Regions from separate parts of the Oryctolagus cuniculus genome. Here region 2 is linked to region 1. A link is a contact called in public Hi-C data. All regions are on one chromosome and are shown on one strand. The core of a region is the stretch at or near the end of the contact, and the rest is flanking DNA. Distances in the headings are between cores, read along the strand shown. Region 1 holds the start of COL5A2 (collagen type V alpha 2 chain). Region 2 overlaps COL5A2 (collagen type V alpha 2 chain).

What was found. Hi-C and Micro-C count contacts between places; a contact is called where the count stands out from the background.
Region 2: a contact with region 1 is called in a Hi-C map of an unstated tissue, with 3 times the contacts expected there. The contact joins the enhancer-like site here to the promoter of COL5A2 in region 1. A contact is called at or near these places in 2 of 6 Hi-C or Micro-C datasets (psoas muscle and an unstated tissue).

Annotation. Positions count from the first base shown.
Region 1 is chr3:51,214,127-51,219,077 of mOryCun1.1, forward strand. COL5A2 (collagen type V alpha 2 chain) reads left to right here and starts at 3,627. Exons shown (of 53, transcript XM_070070485.1): 1 at 3,627-4,204. The coding sequence starts at 4,096.
Region 2 is chr3:51,299,717-51,304,530 of mOryCun1.1, forward strand. It overlaps COL5A2 (collagen type V alpha 2 chain), which reads left to right. Exons shown (of 53, transcript XM_070070485.1): 6 at 4,155-4,265. Among named protein-coding and RNA genes, the nearest start is that of COL5A2, 84 kb to the left of the region's middle. Within about 2 kb of position 3,500, at least 3 of the 8 cell types and tissues checked have an H3K27ac peak or open chromatin away from gene starts, as enhancers often do.

The sequences.
Region 1 (4,951 bases), core at 2,377-4,876:
GTGCTGGTGCTGAAATCCTGATGCAGAGGATGAAGATGACTGAGAGCAGTGAAAGCAAAGAGACTATAAAAGATAAGAGAAATCACCCATCCTTCCTTTCTTCCTTCCTTCCTTCCTTCCTTCCTTCCTTCCTTTCTTTCTTTCTTTCTTTCTTTCTTTCTTTCTTTCTCTCTCTCTCTCTCTCTCTCTCTCTCTCTTTCTTTTAAACAATGAGCAGTGAGTGAAGAGCAGATTTACAGGGTAGAGGAGAGGTACTAATACAGGAAGAGAGGAAGAAGGTAGAAGGCAGAGAGAAGACAATGATGTGCAGTGTCTAGAAGGAGGTTGAAGGGATGGGATGCAGTCCAGAGAAAGGTATCACCCCTAAAAAGGGCTGAGACAGCTTTATTCCTGAAGCTGGAAGCCTGTGAGGTAGGTCAACCAAGAGCTGGGAAGCCCAGAGAACAATCATTGGAAGTCAGATATCATCTAAGTAGAATCCTCAATTTTGTCATTCATAAACTTGAACAAGTAAAATTCTTTGAACTGTAATTCCTTATATATGCTTTGAGAAAAATAACAAGTAGCTCTCAGGGTTTCTATGACAATTCATTAACATTTACCCACTAGGAACATATCATAAAATGTACACAGTTAAGATGGGCTTTTTGGAATTAAGACAGATTTCTGAGCTTTCTTCAACAATTACGGTATAGTCTGTTCTTCAGGGACTAAGAAATACTTCCATCCTCTATGCTTAATTCAACCATATCTACTGATATTAAACACATTTCTAAATGGTAGTGTAGGACCCTGAAGTCAAAATTATAGGCAAAGGCCAAGTTGCAAAATATTTCTCTACTCATTACTTGACTCACAAGGGCAATAAAAATATTGATTTATTTCAGCACTCATGAATGCATTTGCAGTGGCTGGTCTTGTGGTACAGGAGGTTAAGCTGCTGCCTGCAAAGCTGGCATCCCATATAAGAGCTGGTTCAAGTCCTAGCTGCTCCACTTCTGTTCCAGCTCCCTGATAATGCACTTGGGAAAACAGCAGAAGATGACCCAAGTACTTCTGTCCCTGCCACACATGTGGGAGACCCAGTTAGGGTTCCAGACTCCTGGCTTATGCATATTCCAGCCCTGGGCTGTTGTGACCATTTGAGAAGTAAACCAATGGATAAAAGATCTCTTTCTCTCTTTCTCTCCCCGCCCCATCTCTCTGTAATTCTACCTTTCAAGTAAACAAATATTAAAAATAATTTTTAAAAATATTTATTTATTTATTTGGAACAGTTACACAGAGAAAGAGAGGCAGAGAGAGAGAGAGGGAGGGAGAGGGAGAGAAAGAGAGAGAGAAGAGGTCTTACCTTTGCAGGTTCACTCCCCAAATGGCCCCAACAGCTGGAGCTGTGACAATCCAAAGCCAGGAGCAAGGAGCTTCTTCCGAGTCTCCTAGGTGGGTGCAGGGGCCCAAGGACTTGGGCCATCCTCCACTGCTTTCCCAGGCCATAGCAGAGAGCTGAATTGGAAGTGAAGCAGCCAGCACTCGAACTGGCACCCATGTGGGATGCTGGCACTGCAGGTGGCGTTTTTACCCACTACACCACAGTGCTGGCCCCCCAAAATACAATATTTGCTATACCCCTATTACACTATGAGTTTCTAGTATGATGCAAAGAGGTGGCAGAAACTGGAGGGAACTGTGAGAAGATGCATTGTGTTTTAAATCTTTCCATGTAAGCTGTGTATTATGTTGATAAATTTAAAATAACTATGTAATGTATTGATAATAACTCTCTTAGTAACAGATCCTAAGGTGCTGATCAGAGCAGGTATGCAGTGTTATGTCCACTGACTGCTGTAAGACTGATAACTTGATGATCTGATCTCCACATGGCGAATAGTTTCTCAGAGTTGCAGGTTTTCTACAAATGTATATTTTCTCTGTGTTCCAGTAAGGTTCCACACCAAGATGGTTGAAAATCTTGCCAACTCTTTGGTATCAGTGTTGTGTTGATGTCTAAAATTACTTCATAATAGAATAGAACTTGGGAAGCTCAGAGGGTACTTCGTTCCTTGGCTTGCATTTGTTTATTTCCATGTTATTCTGTTTGAATATTTAGCAAGTTCATTTCAAAGTCCTGAATTCACTCAGATATTCTACAAAGGATTAGCAGAAGGGTGATTTTTGGTCCTCGGGCCATTTCTTAAGTGGGAACAGAGTATTCCATGAGAACGGTGTGGTGGTGACAAAAGTCATCAAAATGAGATGTGTCTAAGTAAGGTTATACTGAGGGATATAGGAATAGAAAATTGGAAATGACTTGGAAAATTGACCACCTCAGGAATGTTTCTATAGATTTTAGCTTCAAAGCTAAAATTCAATTTAATGCATATGTTTTTTCTATTAAGAAACATAATATCAATGCTTTATTTACCTAATCTCATTTTATAATCTCTCCTTTGGCTAAATTTATACAGGGCTTACTGTGTCCCACACATATGTATATGCAGTGGCTTATATATCTTTGTTTCATGTAAATTTATTTGCTCAGCACCTACATATGTTCATTGAAGGTGATGGCCTTTTATTGTTGTGTGCGTCATCCTTTCCTTCTTTTGCTTAGTACAGTGCCAGGTACCAATCACTGATAAATAATTACGAGCGATTGACTCACCTGTATGGTATAGAACATCCATTCTGATTCTAGGGGGATTCAAGGTAGCAAATGTATTGGTTTATGTAAAATGCTGACATCATTAAGATCTTAGTAAGCATGAAATTGGAAGAGAAGTTTATAAATAGTGCTACTTAAAGGCTTGTGTGATTGTCATATTTCCTAAAAAGCTGGTTGAGGGTTAATGACACTGCTATCTATGCTTATGTAGCTCTTTGTAATTTGGAACTTAGTTAATAATATATGGTTCATTTTAGTGTCACTCAACTCTGTAGCATTGGTCAGGGCAAAGTCCTTTTCTCAAGGGAGTAAATTGGAGAGTTCAGAAGTAAAGGAGTAGGTTTATTTACAAAATTGGTGAGTGGCAGAGCTGGTGTTTGAACCTTGCTGCTTCCAAATTCAGTGCACTGCCCATTCTACACTGACTTAGCAGACTATTTTTCTAACAAAACAAAACTTTCTACAAAAAAGAGGAACCTGCATATGTGGTCCATTAACAGGGGATGTGAAGAGATTAGGAGAGGACCAATGAAGGACTTGAAAGAGTTTATGGAAAATTGATTTCAAAGTAAAGTTTATTTTGGCACAAAACTTTTAAAAATCCATGCTTTTTTTTTATAGTACAGATTTTCCATGAAACTTTTGAAGTCCTCTCATATTTTCTTAATTCAGATTATGATTTGTCACAATTTCAGTCACCTAAAACAGTTTCCTTACCTAGATTTTACCTGAGCTCCATTCTAACATTGCCCTTTCATAATATTGAGGAAAAAAAAAAAAAAAAAACCAGGATATGAGAAAGGAACAAGAATCCTACCTATGTACTTAAACGAAAGGGTTAAAATTGATCCTTTGAAGATTTAAGGTGGACAAGGGAGTCCTGAATTATTTAAATCTTAAAAACTGGGCTAAAGGGCTGTATTTCCTCCCTAATGTCTTTTTTAGCAAATAGTGGAAAAGTTAAGGGGTGTGTGTTTGGGGGAAGGGCAGTCTGGAAGAATAGGATTCTTTGCTTCTAACAGACTTAGTAAAATAAAAAGAAAGAAATAAAAGTTTGTTTCCGTTATTAAGCCCCATCTATGCTTGAAACACAGCTGAAATAGGGCAAGTTCAAGGCACAGAGACGCGTGTTCTGATTTGGTTGTTTACCATCAATCAGACCGTTGCTTGGCAGACACTGGATGGTTATGAGCCTGAACAAGCTGAAAAGGGGCAGGAAAAGAAGTGGAGGCAGCATTCTTCCTATTTAAAGCTGCAACGCTTGAAAAAAGTTTCCGCAGACGGTGCTGGAGCTGGTGCTGAAAAAGTGGGTTTGCAGAGGCTGCCTTGGGGCTGGTGCCGAGAGAGGACCCCTCAGCTGCCTTCATGGTGCTACAATAACCTTAGAATCGACTTTTCACGCCCAGGAGGACCCACATGTCTAATATTTAGATATGATGGCAAACTGGGTGGAAGCAAGACCTCTCCTCATTCTTACTGTTTTATTAGGGCAATTTGTCTCAATAAAAGCCCAGGAAGAAGGCGAGGATGGCGATTTTGCCGGTGAGTTTGCTTGTGATGTTTATTGCACGGTTTGGGAAAGAGATGGAATGTTAAGCCCCAGGAAGAGCATGAAGAGGAGGTTCTGGTTTGAAGTTTGAGAAAGGGGCTGACAGATTTGCACCTGGGAAACGGCTCAGAAGACAATTGGGATGTTTGTTAAGTTCGGAGATTCCCTGTCTGCCATTGGAGAGTGTACATTACTAAGTGTTTCTGGGAAAGTCGACGATTAAGCTCTTTTGCTTTAGTGTAAGGGTGGGAAGTTTCAAAGAAGAGAGTTTAAAAACCGAGCCCTAAAGGCAGTTTTCGTTAGAGGAGTTCCGTTCTGTGGGCTGGAGTTTTCAGAGCAAGAAAAAGTTGCTGCAGAAGCTGGGTAGGGTGGAGTCTTTTTGTACTGAACTTCAGCTGCTTCATAAAATTCTTTGTTTAAAAAAACCTTTGCAGCAACTCTGATAGCTCTGAATTGCCTTTGTCTTTGTCTTCTGTTCCTTTCTCTTTACAGACTTACACTTCTTCACCATTTTCATTTGTGAGCTTAAAGCCATTTTTGCTTACTGAGCCGGAGTCTCGTTTATTTCTCTGACAGAGGCTGATGGAAGCCAGATTTCTTAAACAGTGGTATTTTCCCACCCGAGTGACTCGCTCATCAGGACAGCGGTGGTTCCCTAGTTGGATGGTGGGAAGCAGGAAACCAGCATGCCTTATATACAACTTATTTGGCATGGGCTATTTGTGTGGGCAGTATCCCTT
Region 2 (4,814 bases), core at 2,250-4,749, 85 kb after region 1:
CAAGGTGCCCATTAGAAGGAAGCCGAAATTGGGAGCAGGGTTAGGATTTGAACCCAGATACTCTGAGATGGGGTGTGGGTATCCCAAGGAGCATCTTAGCCACTATGGTAAATACCTTCTCCAATCTTATGTTTCAATCAGAAAACTTCATGTTGTCCACTTTTCTATCTAACGATATCTACTAAAATTTGACTCTAAAATGGATTTAAGCCTCCTGAATATGTATTTATTCATATCTCAATGAGAGAGATAGGAACTGACATTCTGGCACAGTGAGTTAAGCCCTGCTTGTTTGAAACTGAAACCCCATATCAGAGTACTGGTTTAAGTCCCAGATGCTCTGCTTCTACTCTAGCTCCCTGGCTCCCTGCTAATGTGCCTGAGAAAGCTGTGGAAGATGGCCCAAGTATCTGGCCCCTACTATCCCCAACGGAGGCCAGGATGCAGTTCCTGGCTCCTGGCTTTGGCCTGGCCCAGCCTCAGGCATTGCAGCTGTTTGGGGGAATGAATCAGTGTTTAGAAGATCTCTCTCTCTCTCTCTCTCTGTCTCTCTCTCTCTCTCCTCTCTCCTCTGTCAACTCTCCTTCTCCTCTCTCCTCTCTGTCTGTAACTCTGGCTTCAAATGAATAAAACAAATCTTAAAGAAAATAAATAAGTGGAAGAAATAGATGAATACAGAATCAATGGACAACTTTGAACAAATAAATGAGGTAAAAAATATTTTAGATCATGTCCCTAGGTACTTTTGGTACTAAGTTTCATCTTTGATACTGTTTTATGCTTGTACTTATTTAACTAAATAAATAACATAATGTCAATGTTTTTCTCAAATGGAGCTAGAGTCAAGGATGGAGTCTATAGGTATGTGAGTGATGACAGTGCCCCAAATAAGTTGGACACAGCCATAAGGATGTCCAACAAGGCTTCATTCAGACTGTTTTATATCCCATCCTTCATTGCTGTTCTGTGGAGCTTCCTTACTGGTATTGGTAGCTTAAAAACTGCCAGTAGGTCTCCAGGCACCTGCCCAAGGTCTGCAGAGAGTCTGGTAGAAGATGATAGTAGTTGGATGGAGAATGGGTGCTCATGCAGAAAAGACTTTATATCAGGTACTTGTACATTGTAAGAAACTGGGTCATATTTCCAGGGGGTGGGGAGGAAGTTACCAAGGAAATAATTTCAGACTTCCAGAATTCCTGGTTAGGATCCAATAAATCTCCTCTGTGACTCTTACTTCTCTTCTCTTCTCTTCCTGACTTGACTTAGCTTGTGATGTCATCCATTTCCTGTCTTGGTTAGGCCTGTGATAATGTGAGTGGAGTATGAGTGTTTGTGTATGTGTGTAAGGAAAGAGTGGGGAAATAATTATTCATGAGCAATTAACAAAGACTATTGTAGAAGATACCAAAGTAGGAAATCTGTTGCTCTTTTTAATCTCATTAAGCATGGGCATGATGGCAAGTATTTAACAACTGACTCTCTTAAAATTTTTGTCCTTTTTGATTTATAGCTTCTGCCGATTTTCCTGGTGTAAATAGTCCCAGAATCTGATTTCAAGCTACCAGTATGATGCGATAGAATCTCTATACATAGAATGTTTTGCCTCTATTCCAAGCCTTCTAAGAACTGCTTAGCTGGAGTAAAGTTAAGATTATCACAATATAGGGTGGCACTGCAACCATAAATACCCCTTTCTTCTGTTTACCATCACAGAGTATAAAAGGCTCACAAAGTGTACAGCAGAGTTCCTCAACCTCAGAACTATTGGTATTTCGGGTTTGATAATTCCCTATCCATTGTAGGACATTCTGCAACATTCCTGTTTTCTACTCACTAGATGCGATGGTCCCCAACACCCATTCATCTGTGAAAACTAATATTGTCTTTTGATATCATCAAATCTGGGCAAAATTGCTCTAGATTGAGAGCTACTGATACAAACTCTCATGAAACTCTCAGTACCAGCCAGTGATCATTATGGGGATCTCACGTCACATGTCCTCAGTTTTAAGTGCACTGTCCAAGTAACTTCACCGTGACAAGCAACAGCCTGTCAGGAGATGGACAGTGTGCTGAGCCCCAGTTCTACAAGACACCTACCCTCTATAGGAATCAGTTTCCTTATTTATAAAACATGAAAATAAACCAATTATCAGTTCTAATATTTTATCATGTACATGTGAGAATGGGGGGAGGCATAAAAGGGAAGATAGAGAGAGAGGCTATTAACCAGCAGTAAGTAAAATTCTAGACTATTCTGTCAGTCTTTTCTACTTGTGGACGTCTACACGTCGCCACCTAGTGGCAATCTACAAGCATTTTTTTATTGTAGATTGCTGTCTGAGATTAATGAATATTCTGGGGGATGGGAGGTGATGATGATAATATTTATCTAAAAATAAACATTATATGATTCATTTTAGTTGGAAATATAAAAACATTTAAATGGATTCTAAAATTGTGATTTGTTTTAAATATTTTCCAATAAATATTTTTGTATACTCTAATTTTTTTTTCTGATGGGCAATTTTGTTTATACTTATTGAAATTTGGATAGTTGTCATATATTTATATTAACTTTAATTTCAATTATATAAGATTATATAATGTAGGTTATTTAAAAAGAATTCCATCGGCTGGTGCCGTGGCTCACTAGGCTAATCCTCCGCCTTGTGGCGCCGGCACTCCGGGTTCTAGTCCCGGTCGGGGCGCCGGATTATGTCCCGGTTGCCCCTCTTCCAGGCCAGCTCTCTGCTATGGCCTGGGAGTGCAGTGGAGGATGGCCCAAGTACTTGGGCCCTGCACCCACATGGGAGACCAGGAGAAACACCTGGCTCCTGAAGAAAAAAAAAAAAAAAAAAGAATTCCATCAAAACACAGACTGGATTGTGAAGTCTGAGAAAGTAGATTTTTCTCTTGATCAGATTTGAAATATGATCGTTCATCACAGAAGGCTAGAGAGGGACACAGCCTGTGTTGAGGTTTAACATACCGAAACTTCTCTTTGCTTTCACTGACATTGAGTATAGTGTGTTTTATCTTTGGAAACCTCAGTGGGAGCAGAGATTATCTTTTAACTCACTTTTTGTATATAATAATACTTGATTATCAATTAACATTTGAAGATTGCAAAAATACTATGAGGATTTTCCATACAAGGTTCTATGAATAAGTCAGACGATCCATTAATATCTACATTCATATGATCCAGCACTCCTAGACAGCAATTTAAATCACCCTCTATTATGTTTAATGAAAAGAGTAAAGTGAACTGTCAGTGATTTAGGAGTTATAGGAGGTTTGATTTTTAAAAGATGAGAATAACTTTCTGGCTCTTCTTGGTTAACAAGCCAGAAAATATTTAACAAAGACTGCTGGGGACGATGAGGGTAGGCACTGAGCATTTCCAGAACTGAGGACGTGGCAGTTCCCCAAGCAGTCTTCAAATGGGCGTTACGAGAAGGGTGGGACTTGGCTGCTGGAAGTCATTGCTCATGTCTCTGAGAACTAGACTTGGCTGGGTAACAGTGCCTTTGCCTCAGATTTCTCCTTGGTTTAGTCTTCCTCTGGTGGTGGGAAGGAAAATAAACAGTGCTGTAGTTACAGTACTCAAGAGGACTGAAATGTGAAAATGGCATATTTATATATTGAGTGCCTTCTGTGCACCAGGAGCTAAACAAAACATTAAACATTTATAGTTGAAAATCACCAACAAATTACAATTAAGGGGCCCTCACATTTTCACATTTTTGTTTTTTGGCAGAGATGGTGGTGAAGTAGGCACATAACTAGTTGAGTTATAATCCAGAGATATGAATTTAATTGTGTTGTTCAAAAGATAATTTTGAACAACCAGGCTCAACTTAGGAGGCTCATTTTAGAACCTGGTGAACTGAAAGTCATTGTATGATTATTTCAAGACAGTTGACTCCTAGAGATTTAACATATCAAGTAAAATTTCTCACCGAGACTTTATCCCAAGATGTAGTTATTTTCATCGGTGCTGAAATTGAGTAGGTTACAGTAGGTGATAAAATTGCCACTTATCTTTAGACGAATGGACACTCCATGTCCATCAAGAAATCTGTGCTTTTAGCTTTTTGCTAAGTACATATTTAGAAGTGGGTTCTAATATCTATGGCATGTTTTCCCAGGGTCCTCGTGGGCCTCAAGGAATTGATGGAGAACCTGGTGTTCCTGGTCAGCCTGGTGCTCCGGGGCCTCCCGGACACCCGTCCCACCCAGGACCCGATGGCATGAGCAGGGTGAGTTGTGTACATTGTCCAATGCCATATACCAGATGTACATTATTGTCTTATTGCTATGATTTAAAACTGTGTCACTTCAGATACTCTTGACTATAAGAACACTTAAATTAACACATTGCTGCCATAAACAACAATAAAACTAATTACTCCACAGTAAATTATAGCATTTTTAAAGTGCTGCTTCAAGTTATTTGTAGGTTTCAATATTAATTCTGGACTTCATGTAATTTCTGACGATTCTGAAGGACCAGTGACCCTTCCCTTTGTGAACTGAGAAAAGAGATGTATTCCTTATTCTTTGCTCTTCTCTGGGCTCTCACTACTGACAAAGCCTGTGCTGCACACCAAGAGAGGATGACTCATCCATGATGATATCTATGATTCTTATAGATCTCTATGATATCTAGGAAAGGGCCACTGAGTTAGCACTAATAAAATCCATCTAATTATTCCTTAGATTTTTATTTTCTGCCTGAAGTAAAATACGACGAAATGTTTTTCTACATTTGCAACTTTGAATTCTTCCTGGCAGACATAGGGGTTTTG